2 separate regions of the Mus musculus genome follow, and region 1 is linked to region 2. The links are chromatin contacts, called in public HiChIP or PLAC-seq maps. All regions are on one chromosome and are shown on one strand. The core of a region is the stretch at or near the end of the contact, and the rest is flanking DNA. Distances in the headings are between cores, read along the strand shown.

What was found. HiChIP or PLAC-seq counts read pairs in DNA pulled down with a chosen protein or histone mark.
Region 1: a contact with region 2 is called in an H3K27ac HiChIP or PLAC-seq map of embryonic stem cells, with 4 times the contacts expected there. The contact joins two enhancer-like sites. A contact is called at or near these places in 2 of 39 promoter capture datasets (the 3T3-L1 cell line and embryonic stem cells), 1 of 15 datasets of contacts at CTCF or cohesin (large pre-B cells) and 2 of 115 datasets of contacts at active chromatin or transcription factors (craniofacial prominence and embryonic stem cells).

Annotation. Positions count from the first base shown.
Region 1 is chr11:52,338,450-52,344,161 of GRCm38.p6, forward strand. No RefSeq gene overlaps it. Among named protein-coding and RNA genes, the nearest start is that of Gm51894, 17 kb to the right of the region's middle. Within about 2 kb of position 2,257, at least 73 of the 459 cell types and tissues checked have an H3K27ac peak or open chromatin away from gene starts, as enhancers often do. A contact at or near this core is called in embryonic stem cells, where this site is marked.
Region 2 is chr11:51,781,795-51,787,304 of GRCm38.p6, forward strand. Sar1b (secretion associated Ras related GTPase 1B) reads left to right here. Exons shown (of 7, transcript NM_025535.2): 4 at 978-1,043. Among named protein-coding and RNA genes, the nearest start is that of Sar1b, 21 kb to the left of the region's middle. Within about 2 kb of position 4,072, at least 6 of the 459 cell types and tissues checked have an H3K27ac peak or open chromatin away from gene starts, as enhancers often do. A contact at or near this core is called in embryonic stem cells, where this site is marked.

The DNA of each region.
Region 1 (5,712 bases), core at 1,007-3,506, 550 kb after region 2:
TAGAGAGAGGCCATTCCCCAAGCAGGCTCAGTGACATTGCTGGAATCACAGCAGAAGCTGAGCCTGGCTGGAGATGTGCTGGCGTGGGGACTGGGATCACGTCAGGAGCCAAGGAATGACAGCAGAGGCCAGCAGTGAAAAAAGGCAAGGCCACAGAAAAGAGAGCCATGGCTGCTGGAGAGAGAGGCACAGCCACTGAAGAGAGCCGCTGAAAAGCCACTGCTCTATTGGTGCCTTGGCTAGGACCTCAGTCCTCTAGGTGGTGAGGGGTGTACTCCTGTCTGTCTGTTACATTGGGATGTGAAGCCAACACCCTAGGACAGACATGCATGTGCACACTCACACACACATACACATGCATGCATGCACACACGCACGCACACACGCACACATGCATGCACGAAAGCATATGCATTTGGTGAGGATAGCACATGGTGCACATGTGGAGGTCAGAAGACAACCTCCAGAAATCTGTTCTCGCCTTCTACCATGAGGATCTGGTTGTCAGGCTCCGTGGCACGTGCCTTTATGTGATGTGCCATTTTGCTGGTTGGAACCTGTAACTTTATTCATTGTGGGCTTCGTGGAAGTTCAGCCCATGATCTGACTGAAGACGTCAAGGCACAGGGCTGTGCAGAGTTCATTCTGTTGGGAGTTGCTGGACCCTTTGGTCCTAGCAGCAGTTCATTCACCAAATGCTTCAGTCTGGGCCCTGCCATCTGTCTAGAGTAGGCTGAGGGTGTCTCCAAGGAAGATGAGCTTACAAGGAGTCAGCCATGTGTGGGGCTGGTCTCTTCTGTGTGCTAACCCTCAAAATGACACCGGGAGGCAGTGTTGACTGGGTGGACAGAAGGGCCAGTGATGGGTGCACAGTGTGGGTACCAGTTACTTCTACAAACACACAGACCAGCAGAGCTCACACATGGCGTGCATACAGTGAAAACACACACGGGTAACGAGGTGCACACACAACCTGCACAGATCACATATACACATATAGCTTCACATACAGGTGCACAGAGAGATGTGTACACAGAGATGTACACAGCCGCGCACACCTCATGTGCCACGGAGCTACGGTCTGTGGAAGACAGATGTGCATTGTAGGAGCTAAGATGGCAGCTAGCTGGGCAAAGCTTTGTGAGTTCAAGGACACCCCGGGGGCTTTCCTGTGGGCCCAGCAGCTGGGGACGCAGGCAAGAAATATGGCTCAGGTCTTTCACTGGTGGGGAGCAGACACCCGGATGTTGGCTGCCGTTGGTGGGGGCCGTTGGCGCACACCTGTGCCATGTAAGCTGAGCAAGGGTGGGAAGGAACAGAGTTCCCGTGCAGATGTCCCGCCAGCAAGAGGGGGTGACCTTGAAGCTTAGGTTCCAAAGTGCAACTCAAGTTGATCCTAGAGCAGACCCCCAGGAGGGAAGGGGAGACTGGGTGGGATCCAGAAGAGCGCCTGCCGTGCAGTGCTTTAGAAAGGCACCGTCTGCTCAGCTTTTTCTTTCTTATTTTATCTTACACGTTATTATTGTGTTAGGAAGCACGCCTACTATGGGGACATGTGCGGAGGTCAGAGGACAGCTCTGTGGAGTTGGTTCTCTCCTTCCACTTTTTATGATCTCGGGGACCAAACTTCAGTCACCAGACCTGGGCAGCAATCGCCTTTAGCCGCTGAGCCATCTTGCAGACCCCTGCTTCAGCATTATCATCTCTGAAATGGGCTAATGAAGATACCTCCCTCTGGGGATGCAGGGAGGATTGGATGAGATTGGGAGCCACTGCTTTGCTCAGTTCCTAAGGACTAAAAAATGGTGGCCTTTAACAAAAGCCTACCCATCCCCATCATGAGTGCGCCATCAGAATGAGAATGAGGAGCTGTTGGCAGCGAAAGTCCTCATTCTATAGTCACCTCCCACCAGGCAATTGAATCCTGCTCTGAGTGAGTTAGTTCCTGGCCCTGGTGTGGTCCAAAGCTGAGCTGCTCCTAGTCTGGCTTGTTGTGTGTCCTTGAGTAGTTGCTCTGCCTTTCTGAACCCCGGCGGCCTCATCCACTCTAGCATAACTGCCTGTGAAGAACAAATAAGATGGTGCATCTAAAACTATCAGGCGAGACCAGGAATCAGCCGGGAGCTACAATGGTTCAGGCTTTGGAATATCACTCTATAGGCTGTCTGCCGGCCACCACCCTTCAGACTGCCACTCACAGGTGCCCGTGAAGGCTGCCGAGAGGCAGTCCCCATCAGCCTGTCTCCTACACCCACACACTCTGTGTGGAGACCACAGGCGCCCAAAGGGTATGCTAGTCTCTGCTCTACCGCGTACCCTCTCCTGAAGGCAGGCATTTCAGAGATTCCAGTTTCACCAGGAAGCTCAGATCCAACAGGTCAGTTGGACAGGACCTGACTGCACACCCTGGAGACAGCCCGTGCTAGATGGGCCAAGCCTGTCCCTTGGGGCAGGACATCTAGCCTGGGCCTGTGAACTAAGGGATGGAGATAAATTTGCACTAGGGGCTTGCATCAACTTAATCCATTCCCACCCATGTAAGGAATTCTGGAGCCACTGAATGAGAAGCCTGGCCCTACCTGGGCCTAGTTATCCTCAAAGAAACGCTACCCAGCGTGAGTGGCGGTGGCCATGGCTCCGGCCCCTCAAAGCGGTGAGCAGACAGCCTTGCTGCTGAGTGTCCCCCTCCCCCGCCCTGCCCTGACTCATCCAGAAAGCACGTGGCCACAAGAGACTCTGTCCTTTGCCTTGGGTTTCTGCTCCCCACTCAAACAACCTTGTTTTCAAGTGAAAACCCACAGAGCGCTCTCCCCGGCTCTGATCCTCCAAACAAACAAAGGATGTTGGTCTGTGTTTTGGTTTGTTTTGAAGCTGCAGAAGAGAGAGGGAAATGGGTCACCTCAGGAACTCCAAGGGTGGTGGCTGAGGGGTGTGTGGTGGCCTTGGGGGGGGGGGTGGTGCCTAGCTCCAGAGCACTGTTTGGCAAGGTCACCCTGGGTGGGCCCTAATCCTCAGGGAATGACCCCCCCAGGATGCTCTGACCTGGGTGGGGGTCCTTATGGGGCTCCAGGATAGGACCACATGGGGAAGGCAGCCGGCTGGGGTCCTAGGCAAGACTCAGAGATCCTTTGCCAGGTGATCAAGCAAAGCTTGTCTTTCTCTGAAATTCAGTTTCCAGGCTACCAGGCTCAGCCCTGACCCCAGCTGCGGGAACCTGGGGCCACTGGGGACACACTGTCAGGCCTGAGGCCGGCTTCCTGCTTCTTTCCGATACTCTGCAGAGGCCCCCACAGTACCTAGGACCCAGGTTTTATGGCTGTGCCCTTTTGGGGTCTGTGGCTGTTCCTCCAAAGTGCTTTAACCTCTTCCCTTCTTGCCCATGTGGCAATCCGGATGGCAGCCAGCCCCTGAGGGATTTGTTTTTTGAGGCGAGGTCTCAAGGAACCAGGATTAGCCTGAATCTCACTGTGTAGCCAAAGATGAACTATACAGTCTGATCGTTCCGTTCCCACCTCCCAAGTGCTGGCAACACTGGCGTGGACCACCACACCCTGGTAAACAGCACTGGGGTTTGAACCCAGAGCTTTGTGCGTGTTAGGCAAACACTCTACCAACAGCTGCATCTCCAGCCATTTGTTAGTTTTACCATAGGTCTTACACGTAGCCCAGGGTGGCCTTGAACTCATGGGGATCCTCCTGCCTCAGCCTCCCCAGTATTAGTGTTAGGCATAAGTCTGCCCAATGGTTCATGCTCAGCTCAAGTCAGTGTTTTGGCGTGTGTGTGTGTGTGTGTGTGTGTGTGTGTGTGTGTGTGTGTGTCCTTAATTCTTATTGTGAAAGAGACATAGCTCGTTTGGGCAAGATACACAGCCTTGTTTTGCACATTATATAGAGAGGCTCCCAGGCCTCCCTGCTGAGTCCTTGGCCAGTTAAAGTAAAGCAGGCAGAAGCCTCCTGAGGACCCATTTCTCACTTTGGAGATGTCATAGTGAACTCTGGGTGCTGCCGTCAGAGAAGACATCTCATTGATGAGCAAAAGATAATATGGAGAGCCCAACCTGGGCCTTTTTGGGGGTTCCCCTGGCACTGGAAGGGCTGTGATGACACCATTTGCTTTCCCCCTGGCTGTCGTAGGTGTGTGGGCAGGTGCTTTGGGAGGAGGGGGCTCTGCAGCACATCCGCCCACCCCACTGATTCCACAGGAGCAGAATTGAAAACACCCCTGAGTGGACATCTTGGTAAAGCCACGAGTGAACAGCGAGTGGGGGCGTACACCTGTAATCCCAACACTTGGGAGGTAGAGGCAGAGGCAGGTGCTTCTCTGTGAGTTGGAGGCCAGCCTGGTCTACAGAGTGAGTCCCAGGACAGCTAGGACTACCCAGAGAAACACTGTTTCAAAAAACAAAAACAAAAACAAAAACAAAAGCAAAAAGTCACAAGTGGAGCCAACCAGGTGTCTATGGTGCACAGCTGTAATCCCAAAACTTGGGAGATAGAGGCAGTCGGATCAGGAATTCAAAATCAGGAGGTCAGCGTGCAATACACGAGACACTAACTCATAAAAAGCCAAATAGGATGACGGGATGTCAGCAAGAAAAGGGGCTTGTCCCACAAGCCTGGTGACCCGTGTTCCATCCCCCCAAACCATGCAAAGGTGGGAGGGGAAAATTGACTTTAGAAATTCCTCCGTCTTCCGCAGGAGTTCTCCATGCCCCCTCCTCCTCCCCTCCCTCTCCCTCTCCTCCCCTCCCCCCCCCATAGTAGTTATAAAATTCTTAAAAAGCTAAACAAACAAACAACCCACCTCAGTGGCCAGAGGCTAGTGAGGACTCCCAGGTTCACCCTCTCTCTTACCGTTTGGGCACCAGGAAGAAGAAATCCCTTCTCTTTGGTCATCTTCTAGCGCCACCTGGTGGCCAACTTTTCAAATAGCAACGGCGCTTTCAATAGACTTGGTCAGAGGGAGCTTCAACAAATGCAGTCAAGGCAAAAATGGTCTTTGGGGCAAGGGCCAGCTATGGTAGCGCTTCCCCCAGATGATTTCAACATGAGCCAGGGTGGAGAGTCGCTATGATACCATAGGTAGGTTTTTTGTTTCTCTAAACACCAGCAAGGAAGGGTGAGTGCGATGGATGGGAGACACCCCAGGCGCCTTCCACAGAGCTTTACTTCGCTGGTGTGGAATCTCCCTTCATTGCTAAGGGCTCAGAGGCCTTCAAACCAGTGGACAGTGACCACCGGAATGGAGCACCGCGCAGATCACCCACGGAGCCCATGATAGACCCTCACATCATTGTCTGTGCTGTTTCACTAATTCCCAGTTTTCATTCAGAGCCTTTATTAATTTATTTTATGTCTTTATTTTTGGGCTAATATCTTGTCCTGTTATTTAACGTGGTGTGTGTGTGTGTGTGTGTGTGTGTGTGTGTGTTAGTCACACGTGAGCATGAGCACATTTGCCCTGGCATAGATGTGAAGGGTCAGGAATCAGCCCTGTCCTACAGTGTGTTCTGGGGATTGACCTCAGGCCCTCAGGCTTCTGTGGCAAGCACTTTACCCACTGGGCCGTCCTGTCAGCCTTACTTTGAGCCAGGGTCTCTACTGAATCTGGAGCTTATCGGTTCAAGACCAGCATATCTTTCAGAGAATACAATTTAATTTACTATGTATAACATAGTTAAGTTGCTGGCCCCAAATATCCTTCTGAAAAAC
Region 2 (5,510 bases), core at 2,822-5,321:
AGTACAGTCAGCTGAGGAAACAGAGAGCAGAGTTGGGAGGCTAGAACTTGCAGCCACAGTACTGGAGGAAAGAGAAGGGGAGGAAATCACTCCCAAAGTTAGCATGGAGAATACTTGTTTGTGCTTGCATGAAGTAGACCTCCCCAAAGAACCACATCTGCAGTAAGAAAAATCCCACTACAGTGAACTTTTACAAATACAGTAAAATCTAGTATATATTATAATTTTACAATGTAAAATTAGTAAGACATGCAAAAAAGTAGGTTAATCAGTGAGCCCCATAATCAATCAAAGGAACAGTCTCAGAAGTGACAGGGATGGTAGGATTGACTGACTGATAGGGACATCGAGACAGGTGTGGTGGGCTGTGGATGTGGCTTAGTTGGTAGACTATCTGCCTAGCCTTCATGCAGCTGTGCATGATCTGCATAAACTGAGCATGCTGGACCATGCCTGTAATCTGCTTCACAGTAAGTTTAAGACCACCCTGGGTTGCATAAGAACCATCTCAAAAAGCTAAGGTTGTGACACTTCTTTGTTTCTTTCATTATACTGATTTAGTCTGAGGCCGGGCACATCTGCGCTCAGATGGGGCGAGCAGACAGTTGTGGACATCAAGTCTTTCGTGTGCCCAGGGTTCAGGGGAATCAAGGCTAGGTCACTGGGCTTGGTGTCGAGCACCTTTATTTGGCGAACTATCTTGCTGACCCTTTTTTTTTCTTTCTTTCTTTCTTTCTTTTAAGTTTAAGAAGATCAGTGACCACAGATTTAAAGGGAAACATGTACTCAATGAGGAGGTAAATGGAAGATAACAAACAGGTCTTTGTAGTCCAGGCTAGCTTTGAACTTACTCTGTAGCCAAGGCTGGTTTTAAACTTCTGCTTTTCCTGACTTTAAAGTGTTAGGATTACAGGCATGAGTCCATGTGCCTGGCAGATTTCTGATTATGTTGTAAAAATAATCTTGTTTTTATTTAGCTTCAGAAGAGCTTACTATTGCTGGCATGACGTTTACAACTTTTGATCTGGGTGGGCACGTGCAAGGTAAGAGTCTACTTCTCTTCGTCTTTGTTTTATCTTAACTTAGTAAGTGTGGCCATTATGGTTCAGAGCTTGGAACTGCGTGTTCTTCAAGTAAGGCAGAGAAAGGTTAAGGTCGTCCGTCACTGGACACATGGAACTTCTGAGTCCCTGAAGTCCCTGAACTGCTTGTGGGTGAGGTATGAGGAAAATTTAGCTTTGAATTTCTCTTTGCTTCAGGGTACCTCATCTGTTGTCAGAATCATATTATGAACACATGATACTGTTCCCCCCACCCCTAAAAGCTCCAGTAACTAACCTGTTTTGTTTATTTATGTATTTTATGTGTATGGGTACCTTGCATGTACATCTGCACTCCAGTACACAGCATTAGACAATTGTGAACTGTTATGTGGGTGCTGAGAATTGAACTCAGAACCTTCAGAAGAGCAGCAAGTGCTCTTAACCACTGAGCCATTTCTTGAACCACATGAACCTGTTTCTCATGACAGGCAGAGCTGTCATAATCCCGAATTCTCTGGTCCTTTCTCCCATCAGAGCTGCCCTCTTGTTCTCCCCTTGGCTTCTGCTCATAAATCCCATCTGTGAGGTGTGGCTCTTCCCCGGAGAAGCCTCCCTAGCTAGGAGTGCTCTGCTGTCCTAATGGAACTTAGTGCTTCTGTGTACGTTTCTGCAGCAAGTGTGGGAGGACTGTCCTGAACCCTGAGCTGAACTTCTGTGGACTTCCTGTCCGTTTTTTTTATACCCCAATAACTCTTAGCATGTGGGTCACATGGTACAGCACAAGTAGCAAATGCTCCAGACCTAAAGGCCCCCTAAAGCCTGGTGTTAGTGTGGGGTGCCAACCCACAGTGCTGATGCTGTGTGAGGGCATACCACCTCACATGGGCTTCATTCCCAGCTCCATAAATAATAATAATAATAATAATAAGGTATTTTTAAAGCCTGTGACATATATTTGGAAAAGACTTTCAGTGGCTGTGGCTAGTGAAAGCACATTTAAGACACATGTGTTAATCTCTGGGGTATAAAGATTAGAGAATTAGAATCTAGAGCTGGGAGGATGGCTTGGTGGGTCAGAGTGCTTCCCTTGCAAACCTGAAAACCAAGTTCAATTCCAGCATTCACAGCGAAAGGAGAGAGCAGACTTCACGGGCTATCCTCTAAACTCCACAAGTTGCTCTGCACGCACACACTTGTACTCACAGGTACATCATTAGTAATACTACTACTAATAATATACATAGATAAAATATAGAATCAAATGGAGTTTGCTTGAAATTTCATCTCTACAATATTTTTCAGCTAGGCCATAAAGCTCAAGTCATTAGTTACTTCTCATCAGAGTAGTCTAAAAATTGTTTTCTCAGGCTGGAGAGTTAAGAGCACTTGTTATTCTTCCAGAGGCCCACATGGCTAATTGACAACTGTCTTTAGCTCCAGTTCTAAGGGCTCTGGTGTCTTCTGACTTCCACAGGAACCAGGTACACACAGTACACATACATACATACATACATACATACATACATACATACATGCAGGCAATACACGCATGCACATAAAATAATAAAATTTATTTTTTAAGAATAAAAATTGAGCCTGTGGTGATGGTGCCCACCTTTAATCCTAGCACTCAGGAGGCAGAGGGCAGCCTGTTCTATAGAGTGAGTTCTAGGACAGCCAAGGATGTCCCTGTTCCAAAACCCTGTCTCAAGAAAAAAAATTACCTTCCTGATTTTTTTTTTTTTTTTTTTTTGGTTTTTCGAGACAGGGTTTCTCTGTGTAGCCCTGGCTGTCCTGGAACTCACACTGTAGACCAGGCTGGCCTCGAACTCAGAAATCCGCCTGCCTCTGCCTCCCGAGTGCTGGGATTAAAGGCGTGTGCCACCACGCCCGGCTTTACCTTCATGATTTTTTTATAGACTTTAGTTAATTAATTTTTAATAAAAAATCAAAGAATTATTTGTAAAAAGTCTTTGATACATATATACATATAATTTTACCACTTATTAAAGATTAAGGCAAATTTGCATACTAATAAGATGGCTATATTTGCTTGTTTTTACATAAAGAATTAAATGATAGCTGAATATTTTTACTGTGAGACAGAATCTGTAACATTTTTCAAATTCCCTTTTTTTTCTGAGACAAGGTTTCTCTGTGTAGCCTTGGCTGTCCTGAAACTCGCTCTCTAGATCAGACTGGCCTCAAACTCAAGACCCACGCCAGGCCTGGCTCTTTCTTTCTCTTTTTAAGATTTATTTACTTTTATATGTTTGGGTGTTTAATGATTTAATGATTTTTACCCTCTTTTTATGCAACCGCAATCAGCAACTTAAGTAAAAGGGTTTTTTTGTTTTTTGTTTTTTTGTTTTGGATTTATTTATTTATTATATGTAAGCACCCTGTAGCTGTCTTCAGACACACCAGAAGAAGGCATCAGATCTCATTATGGGTGGTTGTGAGCCACCATGTGGTTGCTGGGATTTGAACTCGGGACCTTCAGAAGAGCAGTCAGTGCTTTTACCCGTTGAGCCATCTCGCCAGCCCTAAGCAACAGTTTTTAAAATAAGTCATTCAAAAACAGTACAATGCAGAGCTATATTAGTTTGATACTTACATTCTGAGAAACGGTGGTAGGAAAATATTGAAAGTCTTTGCTTTCTGAAATTAAACCATATCTTTCTTTCTTTTTTTATAAATTTATTTCATGTGCATTAGTATTTTGGCTACATGTATGTCTATGTGAGGGTGTCAGATCCTCTGGAACTGGAATTACACACAGTTGTGAACTGCCGTGTGGGTGCTGGAAACTGAGTCAATCCAGGTTCCCTGGAAGAGCAGCCAGTGCTCTTAACCACTGAGCCACCTCTCCAGCCCGTTATGTTTCTAGAAGAACAGAAAACTGTCTGCACAGCTAAGACCTTGCAGTTCCTCACATGGTAGTCGGGAATCCGAGCCAGGGCATCTGAAGCAGTGTTGCTTGGAGCTGTGTGGTGTGATGTGCCCAGTACATGTTCATGTGGTTGCACCAAGACTGCGGGGAAGCCAAGTGCTGCAACAGACGCACGTGAGCCAGCAGTGCCGGAGACACACCAGAATCAAGGCGCTCCGGTTTTTTAGTTTGTTTTTGTTCTTGAACATTCAGAAACCTTTGACTGTTATCAGATTTTTCTTGACCTACATTTTAAGAACCTGAAGAATGGGCTGGAGAGCGGGCAGAGTGGTTAAGAGCACTGAATGCACTGACCGGCTTTAATTCTCTCACTTACGTGATGCCTCCCAACCTTCTGTAACTCCAGTTCCAGGGGATCTGATGCCCTCTGCTGGCCTCTGTGGGGACTGCATGCACGTGGACAGACACACATACATACCAGCACAACTCATACACATAAAATAAAAACATTTAAAAAGCTGGGGTAAAATGCATGTGTACCAGGAATTCCCCAGGAAAGGGATAGAAAAAAATAAGTGAGATATCAGATCCCAGTTTTTCCACTCTGATGAAAATGGAAACTTAGGGCTGGAGAGACGGCTTAGTGGTTGAGAATGCTTGTTGCTCTTGCAGAGGACCTAGGTTCAAGTCTTAGCAACCACATGGAGATTCACAGCCACCCATAGCTCCAGTTCCAGGGAATCCAGCTCCTTTTGTTCTTCTTGGCTCCCAGGCACATATGCGCTGCATAGACACGTATGCAGGCAAGCACTTATGCATAAAAAGTGCAATAAATCCAAGAAAACTGTCACCTCTCAAATGCAAAGAGCTCGATGAATACCAAGCACAATGTGATGCAAACAACACTAAAGCCCCAGAAATGAAAGTGCTCGGGCCATTAACTGAGAAGAACACCTAGAGGAGGGAAGCAGAAAGACATGGGGCCCGCAGAGATCGCAGCTAAGAGAGAGGAAAGCATATCAGGCCAGGAGGTGGCTCAGTAGCCGTGGGCGCTTGCTGCCGAGTTGAGTATAAGGAGAGAGCAGACGCCCAACATTTGTTTTCTGACTTCCACACGTGCTTCCCCCCACTCTCACACACAGAAATAAGAAATCAAAGCAGAGAAGCAGCACATTTGTCATGAGAAACAAGGTAAGCTTGAAGACAGTGGAGAAATGTTTCTCTACTACTGAAAGAAAATGCTTTTTGTTTAGATTTACTTACTTGAGTATTTTTCACACATGCTTGTCTGTGTACCTCGTGTGCCTGGTGCCCTCAGGGTCAGAAGAGGGCATCGGATTCCCTGGGACTAGAGTTAGAGATGATTGTGAAAAGCTAGTGGGTGCTGGGACAAAGCCTTGGTCCTCTGGAGGGAGGAGCATCCAACTTAAGCACGGAGCCATGGCTCCAGCCTCCATTTGAATGCTCTCAGAGTTGAGGAAGAAATGTTCTTACAAGGCTATATGTTGACCATTTTGTCCCTAGCTGGTGGCACTATTTAGAATATTTTCATTAATTAAATTTGTTTTCTGGGG